Regions from separate parts of the Rattus norvegicus genome. Here region 2 is linked to region 1. The links are chromatin contacts, called in public Hi-C maps. All regions are on one chromosome and are shown on one strand. Each heading gives the region's core, a stretch centred on a gene start, on an enhancer-like site or on the middle of the called end of the contact. The rest is flanking DNA. Distances are from core to core; before and after follow the strand shown. Region 1 has its middle 180 kb from the start of Arhgap12. Region 2 holds the start of Zfp438 (zinc finger protein 438).

Evidence for each region. A called contact is a pair of places that touch in the nucleus more often than the background predicts.
Region 2: a contact with region 1 is called in a Hi-C map of mammary epithelial cells, with 2.2 times the contacts expected there. The contact joins the promoter of Zfp438 here to the enhancer-like site in region 1. A contact is called at or near these places in 1 of 12 Hi-C or Micro-C datasets (mammary epithelial cells) and 1 of 1 datasets of contacts at active chromatin or transcription factors (oligodendrocytes).

Annotation. Positions count from the first base shown.
Region 1 is chr17:56,460,978-56,465,077 of GRCr8, reverse strand. No RefSeq gene overlaps it. Among named protein-coding and RNA genes, the nearest start is that of Arhgap12, 180 kb to the right of the region's middle. Within about 2 kb of position 2,652, at least 75 of the 93 cell types and tissues checked have an H3K27ac peak or open chromatin away from gene starts, as enhancers often do.
Region 2 is chr17:57,119,952-57,124,535 of GRCr8, reverse strand. It overlaps Zfp438 (zinc finger protein 438), which reads right to left and starts at 2,899. Exons shown (of 5, transcript NM_001107358.1): 1 at 2,805-2,899. LOC108348574 (a long non-coding RNA gene) reads left to right here and starts at 2,939. Exons shown (of 3, transcript XR_001841939.3): 1 at 2,939-3,052.

The DNA.
Region 1 (4,100 bases), core at 1,403-3,902:
CACACGCTCTCACTTTGAACACTTGGGCCCCAGCTGTTCAGTTACTGGAACTTTTAAAAAGTAGGGCCTGAGAGTGGGCCCTTCAGGTTATATCCATGCAAGCAAATTCTACTTTGTGGTTGGCTGGCACAGAACAGTCTCTACTTCATGTTCCCAACACCAAAGAAGGGGTGACTCTGCCAAGCATCCCCCCCCATAATGCACTGAAACTCTCTAAATTACAAGCCCAGATAAATATCTCCTTCCGTAAGCCATTCCCAAGAGGACGTTTAGTCACAGTTTGCAATGAATCTGCTCAAGTGTTTCAAGACACCGAGGGCAGCAGCACATCCTCCTCCCTGCTGAGCCTCCAAAGGCCTGAGTTTCCCTTCCCATAGTCCCTGTGCAGTGCCAGCAGTAAAGATGGCGACTGTTCTCCTTTGTATGGGCTGGGTATTTACAGAACTCTGAGCCAAGGGGCTGTCTCAGGGATGCCTGGGTGGGAGCCAGGAGATAGGACAGACAATAGGAACATGCTCTGGGGCCACTTTCCTTTCTGAAAAGATCTTCATTTCCACACTAATTGCAATTTCAGATCTGCCTGATTCAGACTCAGCCCTATTTGTCAAGTCTTCTGGCAAGTTGCTCCTGGCCTGTTTCCTCCACCATTTTCTTGGCCAGACATGGCCAGTCCTAATTTAACAGAGAAAAAACACAGCTCTCCAAATTATCTTGGTGCTTTATGTGAGGTTATCATGGCATTTGGGACAAATCCCAAACAGGATTCAGCTGCTACAGACACTGGCCTGGACCAGCTTCCCCTTCATTCCCGCTGGCTGCTACAGTTTGGATCATCATTGCTTCTGTGTCAAAGGCAGCACTGGGAGATGCTGGAATCTTTAGGAATGAGGCTTCAGAACAGTTTGCCTTCATTATTAATGTGACTACATTATAAATGACCTAAGAGATTGGTGAGGCACATCTAACTGTTGGGAGACCATGCTCACCCTGCCAGGCATTGCCATCTAACCTCAGTTTCCCCAACATAAACCACTTTGTTCTGATGGACTGAGCCCTCTGAAACTGTGGGGTAAAGGAAATCTTTCCTACCATAAGTTTGTTCTGTCTGGTATTTGGTCAAAATAATGACAAAGTAACTACATAGGCCTATTAAAAGGAAGTTAAGTCACTGGAGATGAACCCTTAAAAGGGATACTGGAGCCCTAGCTTCCTCTCTCTCTCTTTCTTACTACTGCCAAAAAGCCAGGATCAGCTTCGATCATCCACTGGATTCCTGCCATGGTCTTCTGCTTCACACCAAGGCCCCAAGCACTGGAGCCCAGGTACCACGGCCTGAAACCCTGAGCCCAGACAGACCTTCCTCTTTTTCATCTTCCTGGGCATTTTGCTGCATCAGCAGAAGCACACACACAGTCACTACAAATGAACCCCATTTCTCTCAGACTTTCCCAGGGTGTTCCACAAAGCATATAATGTCCAGAATCAGGCTGGATCTTCTAAGTAGGCAGGCACTGAGGGAAACGGAGGCCTCTCTGAGCCTGCCCAACACTTCAGATTGTACAGACAGGGACCTTGTGACCGCAACTCCCAGGGGAGTTCACAATTTTTGTGAACACAAATATTTGTGAGAACGAATTGTTTTTCATGGATAGAAATAGAGGAGGCGCTGTTTTGTGAAAGGTTCACAGCCTAGCCTGAAAGAGATACCGTCAGTGGCGTTCCTGTCCCTTCATACACAACCCCTCAAGACAGCAAAATATATGTATTTCAAATAGATCCACATTCTGCTTGGTGAAACTTGTAGTTGGCCTGCATGACCACTAAAGATGGGCAAGGATAAAGTGAACAATCGTGAAATCTAAAGGCAGTGCTAAGACTGGAGATGGTCCTGGGTAGGAATAATTGTATTCACTTCAGGAGAGAGGACTTTAACCTCTGCACAAGGGGTGAATTTGTACTGGCTGCCTCATTTTCTACACTAGAATCTACAGACCAGAAAGTAGATGCTGTCTGGGGCGGGCCGTGGGGGGGCGGAGGGGTCAGGACAGACAGCAGAAGGGTTGTGTAGTCTGGAAAGACAGGAAGGTCATAAATATAGACCAAAGGAACGCAAAAAAGGGAAAGGTAGCAGTTATAGCTTGCTTTGAGCCCCTGGGTCCCGCTGGAGAGTGCAGGAGCAGATGCCACCTGAAAGTAAAAGAGTCCCGCCACAGGGGACTTAGCAGCACGCCCCTGGGAGTCTCCACATTTCTCAGACAGGCCAGGGTGGGGCAGTGGGTGATAGGCGGGGCCCCGCGGCTCCCATACTGAGCGCTAGACCCTGGTGTAGCAGGTGCGCCTGCGTGGCCGTCCAGGTGGGTGGTGACTGGTCCTCGTCCAGGGTAGAGTGGCTTTGCTCAGCCACCAGAGGTCCGAGTGCGCTGCACACAGGCAGACAGGACGCAGGGTTCGTCCCTCCCTCTCGGGCCTCTTCCAGGGTAGCCCGCGGTAGAGCTTGGTCTGGTTGTAACCACACTGCACACAGCGGTAGCTGCGGTTCGCAGCTGGGGCGGGCCATCCGGCCGTTCATTGATTCGCGAGCTCTGACTCCTCCCCTAAGCTGCTCCTCCTCCCCGTTGTCCCCATTGGCCACCGACCCCGGCGCTCCACGAGGCCACCAATCCTCTTCCCACCACCTTACAAAGGGTGGAGAGACGCCTCGTGGCCGAAGCTGTGCTCTGCTAGAGAAACTAGTCTTTATTGAGATTAATGCAAGCTGCAGCCAGAGAAGCCAAAAGTGACAGCATTGCTTAACCATGTAAGTGGAGGAAGCGTTGCGATTGCCAGGGCCCCAATAACCAGCCCTGAAAAGTGCCGGTGACAAAGAACCGTCAAACTAGGCTTCCAGCACTAGCTTATCCCCGAATCTGGGGATTCTAATTAGAAGAACCAAGCCTTTACTACCAACTCCTGGGAAGCAGAGGCAGGCTAGTCTACAAAGGGAGTTCCAAGACAGCCAGGGATACAGAGAAGTCCTGTCTTAAAACCATATGTACGAATCAACTCCAGATTTCTAAAACAGGGCTGTTTGGCATTCCATCCTGAGGGGAGCTGAACCATTTATTTATCTCTGTAGGGAGAGAAATCGCTGTCTCATTCCCCTTTGCCAAAGAGGGAAAATCAATAGATTTTTAATCTGCAAGGGAGATGGATTTCTCATCCAAGCCAAGGAGATATGGAACAAGGGCTGAGGATTGATGGGATGTCATCTAGTCCAACCCCTAGGCTTCAGAGGTGAGTGAGTAGGAGGCTCAGAGATGTGATAAGACTTGTGCGACGACACCCAACTGTGCGTGCACAGAGAAGGCCTGTGAGTGGCTCAGCCAGTAAGGCACTTGCTGATTAGCCTGCCTATTTAAGTTTGGCTCCTGGATCTGACATGATGGAAGGAGAGAACAGACTCCTGCAAGCTGTTCTCTGATCACTTGTACATTGTGCCTCCCGAAAATTCAATTAAAATGCAACTTTAAAAAAAGAACCAAAAAAAAAAAAATGCAACTTTAAAAAGTAACATTTAGGGGTTGGGGATTTAGCTCAGTGGTAGAGCGCTTGCCTAGCAAGAGCAAGGCCCTGGGTTCGGTCCTCAGCTCCAGAAAAAAAAAAAAAGGCAACATTTAAAAGAGCCCAGATACACATTTCTGCTACACTATACGAGTGGCTCTGTAGCTGGCAGGCTTTGACTCTGAAGGATTTGCCCACAGGTTCCATCAAGTTTCAAAGCTTTAGGTTGGCAGCACCCTGACCGGTGGCCAGAGTCTCTTTCCCAAATGACAAGCATCTGCCAGGTTTGGTGCCCATAAGACCTGGCAGCCATCCAGGGATGAGTTTCTTCTGCATTGCACCACACCAAGACAATTTCATCCCTGATCCTTGGGCAACCTCCTCTGACCCAGCACCAAGTTTTTATAGAACCACCATGGCCTCCTCAAATGCTGTAGGCATTTTCCACTTTCACAAAAAGTACTTGCCCACAGGAGTCTGCCTGCTGAGGAGACAGAACATCCAGAACAGCCTGGATGAACCTACCTGGAAAGTTGACTCACACACACACACACACACAC
Region 2 (4,584 bases), core at 1,650-4,149, 660 kb before region 1:
TCCAGTCAGATAGGGAAGAGGCAGCTCCCACAGTTTTAGTTCCTTCTCTTGCCTCTTGTTATCAACCAAGGATTAGAAAAGAACTGTCTTTTCAAAAATATGTATTTCCATCCCTGACCACAGTCATTTCATATCTACTCAACATGTGCACAATGGGATAGATTACAGACATGAACCTGCATGGACTCTCAAGTTAGAGCACTTGGGTGTGAATCCCACTTCCAACACTCATAACCTCATGGCAACTGGCAGAGACTTGAGATAAGTGGTCAGAAGCCTGCCCTACCAGATGACTATGCATCCATTTTCTCATCTGAGAAATGTAAACAGTAAGTTCTTAGGACATAAAACTCTTTTAGGGATTAAGTGAATATATGTAAAAATACTTAAAACCTTGCCAGAAATATAGTTTATATATTCATTATGCTAATTACTATTGTTACTATCACTCATATTACTACATCTAATGAGCATCTAAAACCTAAGAACTAGACTTTTACTTCTCTTCCCAACCTCTCATCTCAGAACACAGCACCACTATTCTAGTTCTTCCACCCCAACCCTGAGAGCCATTCCTTCTCCTTTCCTTAGCATCCCTGGGGCATCAGTAAGTCCTGTCAGTAGTCTATGAGTTTCACCTCTTAATGTCACCTCCCCAACTGCCTCCACCAGCCTCAGGTACCACACCATATCCCTTCTCAGTACAGCACAGCAACACCTCCCTTCCAACCCCCATTTTCAGGACACCTCCACCACTCTATGACTCTACAGTTAATTCTCCATAGAGTAGAGTAGAAAACAGATGCCAGGCCTATGACACAAACTGTCTTGGGGCTTTCCATTAACTTCAGAGTAAAATGTCTACTTTGCCACAGACTCCAAGACCTCCCAGAGCCTATCGGATGTTCAAGGTTACAGACCAACACTTTCTTTCTCCATCCTTACCATGCTCTGAGACAGAATAGTCATTTGGAACACAGCCTCTTAAATCAGATGACCTAAATTCAAATGGTAAAAAAATGACAACAATGCCAAATAAACCTAATGTAAATTTAAAAATATGCAAGACTCTGAGTCTCTTAAGCTTTTAGCTTGAGTACACATCTAACATGTGTGCCAGTTTCCTAATCTACAAAAACAAAGGTATTTTTCTTAGCTAAAAAGATTCAGTGTTTAGAACTGTACCTTGTATATGGTAAGCTTCATAGGCCAGATGGTTATCCTGTCTCCATCCACCACACCCAAAGAGAGACTGAAGCCAGGGTAGGAGCTCTACCACTAGCTATATATTCCCCAGTCCTATTTCTACCCAGGTGGGCCCTAGACTCCATCTGAAATCACAGCAGTTCTTGAACTGTGTTTCTCCTGCCTTGGCCTCCCAGGGAGCTTGAATGCCACCACTTATGCTCCTCATGTGCTCCTATCCCACCCTAGAACAAGCCAACATCCCCTCCCCACACACAAACAACTTTGTGTGCCCATTGTTTGTGTCTACTTCTCCACTGTCCTGAGACAGAGTTCTTTCCAGGTCTGATTCATGGATAGGGTCTGATGCAAACAACAATGCCATACTTAGAAAGCTGCTCTCCCTCAAAGTCTCATCTGATCCTTGTAAATGTTAACAAAAGCTATACTATCATCTCCCAGGTTAGAGACAGACTTTTAAAAACAGTTCTAAGACTTAGGCAACTTGTCTTTGGAAAACTACTAACAGGAGAACAAAACTTAGAAGTCCTGCTTTTATTCAAGGGGTCGGTCCTCTGTAAGAATATTAACACTCTCCACTGAAGTCACAAAAATGTGGCCTCTTAATTAATCTACTATATAAGTCCATCCTAGGGTGTGTATATTCCCTTCAACGTTCCTGAGAAGTACTGTACCAGAGTTGGAGAAGTGTTACAATGTTATAACTAACTCATTCATCTGAAGGCAAGATTTTTAAACCATACAGGCAGACAAGCTGAATCTACGCATTTGTGTTGAGTATATTAGTTCTGGGTTGCTAAAAACACTTTTCTGTAATAGCCAGACCAGGGGAACAAGTATTGCCAAGATCTCTGTGATAGTGATACCAGTTATTTATTGATTCCTGATCAACTATTACTGTAGCTGAGATATCTTCAGGTTCAAAAGTCATGATCCAATGGGTTGGGGTAGGTGTGTGTGGGAGGTAAAGCCATGAGAAAGATCCTTACATACAAGTTACCACACTCCTCAGAATAATAAATGTTGTCTTAACCGTTGTGTAGGATAACATAGCTTAGTTTAGCTCACAGGGTTTCAAGACATTTCGGTCCTTTGGAAATGAAAATAAAGAAGGCTTGAGGCAAGGCAACACAGGATGTAATTTGTCATCAGAGACCTGGGCATTTGCAGGATCCCAAGGAAAGGTGAACACTGGGCAGCTAGTCTTCGAAGGGGTTCTCCATCCCAGACTGACCAAGCATGTCCTACTGGAAGATGAGAATGGACTCTGGAAATCCCATCTCTTTTATCAAAGAATTTTAAGGAGGGCCTCGCCAGTTCCCGGTTCCCAGGCCTTAGTCGCCCGCTCTTGGCTGTCACAGGCCGGTGGGAAAAGAGCCGGCCAGGCTCTGGAACAGCCTCGCCTCCATAAGCTGGTGCTGCCGGGAGGGCGCGCTCCCACTTGGGGCGGCCACCAGCCCGGCGTCACGCTCGGCAGCTCCCGTGTGTCCCGAGGCTTCCCGGTGCCCGCGATCAACACCGGGACCGCGACAGCGAGCAGCCCGCAGGCCCCGCGAGCCCCGCAAGCCAGGCAGCCGCAGGATCCTCGCCAAACTTACAGTTTTCCTACTGCGTACGCGTCACGGCGGGGTGACGTCACGGGCCGGCTTCAACGAGGTCAGCCGGCGGGCGCGGCGCTCCAGCCTAGGCCCCGCCTCCAGCACGCGGCGGGAGACGCCCCATCCCGCCCTGCCTCGACCGGCGCGCAAGCGCACACGGCCAACTGCCTTGTGCCTGTGAGCTTCGCAGGCTGGCGTACTTAGTCTGCCACTCTTCACCATCTTCACAGAGCCCCAGAGGCGAGAAGGTAGGGGGGTCGATTGACAGAAAGGGAGAGACCACGGGATCAAATCAAGTTCTCGCCCGGGCTTAGGGCCGGCGAAAGGGTTCTTACGTAGTTTTTCCTCAGATACTGCCTTCCGTCCCCTCACCTGTTCACTAAAACTGCTACACGTTTGGTAACAGACACTGTTCTCCGCCGGGGTCATAGGGGCACCTTTCCCATGGTCCTTTGCGCTGTCTCACTTCTGCCCCGACCCAGCCACTCCCGCCCGCCCGCGCCCGGAGAGACACGCCCACTAAGAGTGGACCACGCCCCTCCAGACCAACCACTGAAAGCCCCGCCTTTGCCAGGCCGGCCGACACCCGGCTAGGCCACGCCCCCGAGACCCGCCCTTCCGGCTCCGACATTTCGCGGTCTCCTGCTGCAGAGCGGCCCCGCCCTCCGTGAGGTTCTTGCTGCCTATTGCTGAAGGGAGCATCTTCTACTCTTCTACTGCCTTTCCCTTTTTGGCCCCAGGAAACCTTTTGCAAGTCACCTGTTAAGTTTAACAAGTGACCTGTGAAACTTTCCAGGAAAGTTAGCTGTTTTAAGTCCAGCTCTGGATAAAAGACCACTGCAAAGAAAGTGAAGACAGAGTGGACCACAGAATCTGAAGACTTGAAATCTGCTTCCTAGGAGCCCCACATTACTCCTTTAGACTGAAAACCTTATTTAAAAAAAAAAAGCATTTCAAACTGTGTTGGAACTAGTCTTAGAAGAGGATATACTGAGTATAATTTGTATATTCATAATTCAGTATAATTCAGGATATAATTTATAGGCAAAAGGCCAGGTCAGGGATTTCGCCTGAGAGTTCCTGTATCTAAATCTAAACAATGATTTGTTTACACTTTACCTTGGGAGTAATGGCAGGAAAATGGTAGCTTTTAACCAGAGACGAGAGCTGGTTGAAAATACACTTCACTAAGACAGGAGGAGAGTTGAGTTCCATGCCAGCCTAAGAGAGTTCCAGGACAGTCTGGACCAAAGAGCTCCTGCCTCAAAAAAGTGAAGTACAACAATAATGTATTCCAGGAAAATATACATAATTCATTTTGAAAGAACTTAATCTGTGCACTTAAATACCATGTACTCTTTTGATTCTTATCAAATGACATCAGATAAATTTGTAGTCTGTACATAATTTTAACAAGACTTTTATTTTGTGCAACAATGTAGAAAAAATATCATTTTAAAACTTACACATATCTTTACATTGTATTTATTTTTCATCAAGAACAATCTTAATATACTGTGTTTTCATTATTCACATGTTTATAAGTCTTCAATATCATTTCTCAAAACATGAATTTTCTAAAGTAATCTTCTAATTATTACCTGAGATTCTCCCACAGGCAAATGTCATATGTAATTTTTTTCAGAGTGGAAATATTATATAGCAAATGTGTTAAACGTTTTCAGTATAGGTTTTAGTATAGCGCATGGTGAATAGACCGACACCCCCAAGACTCAGGGTGGAGTGCCTTAGCGTTCTGAGTGTCAAATCTGGACAGTAC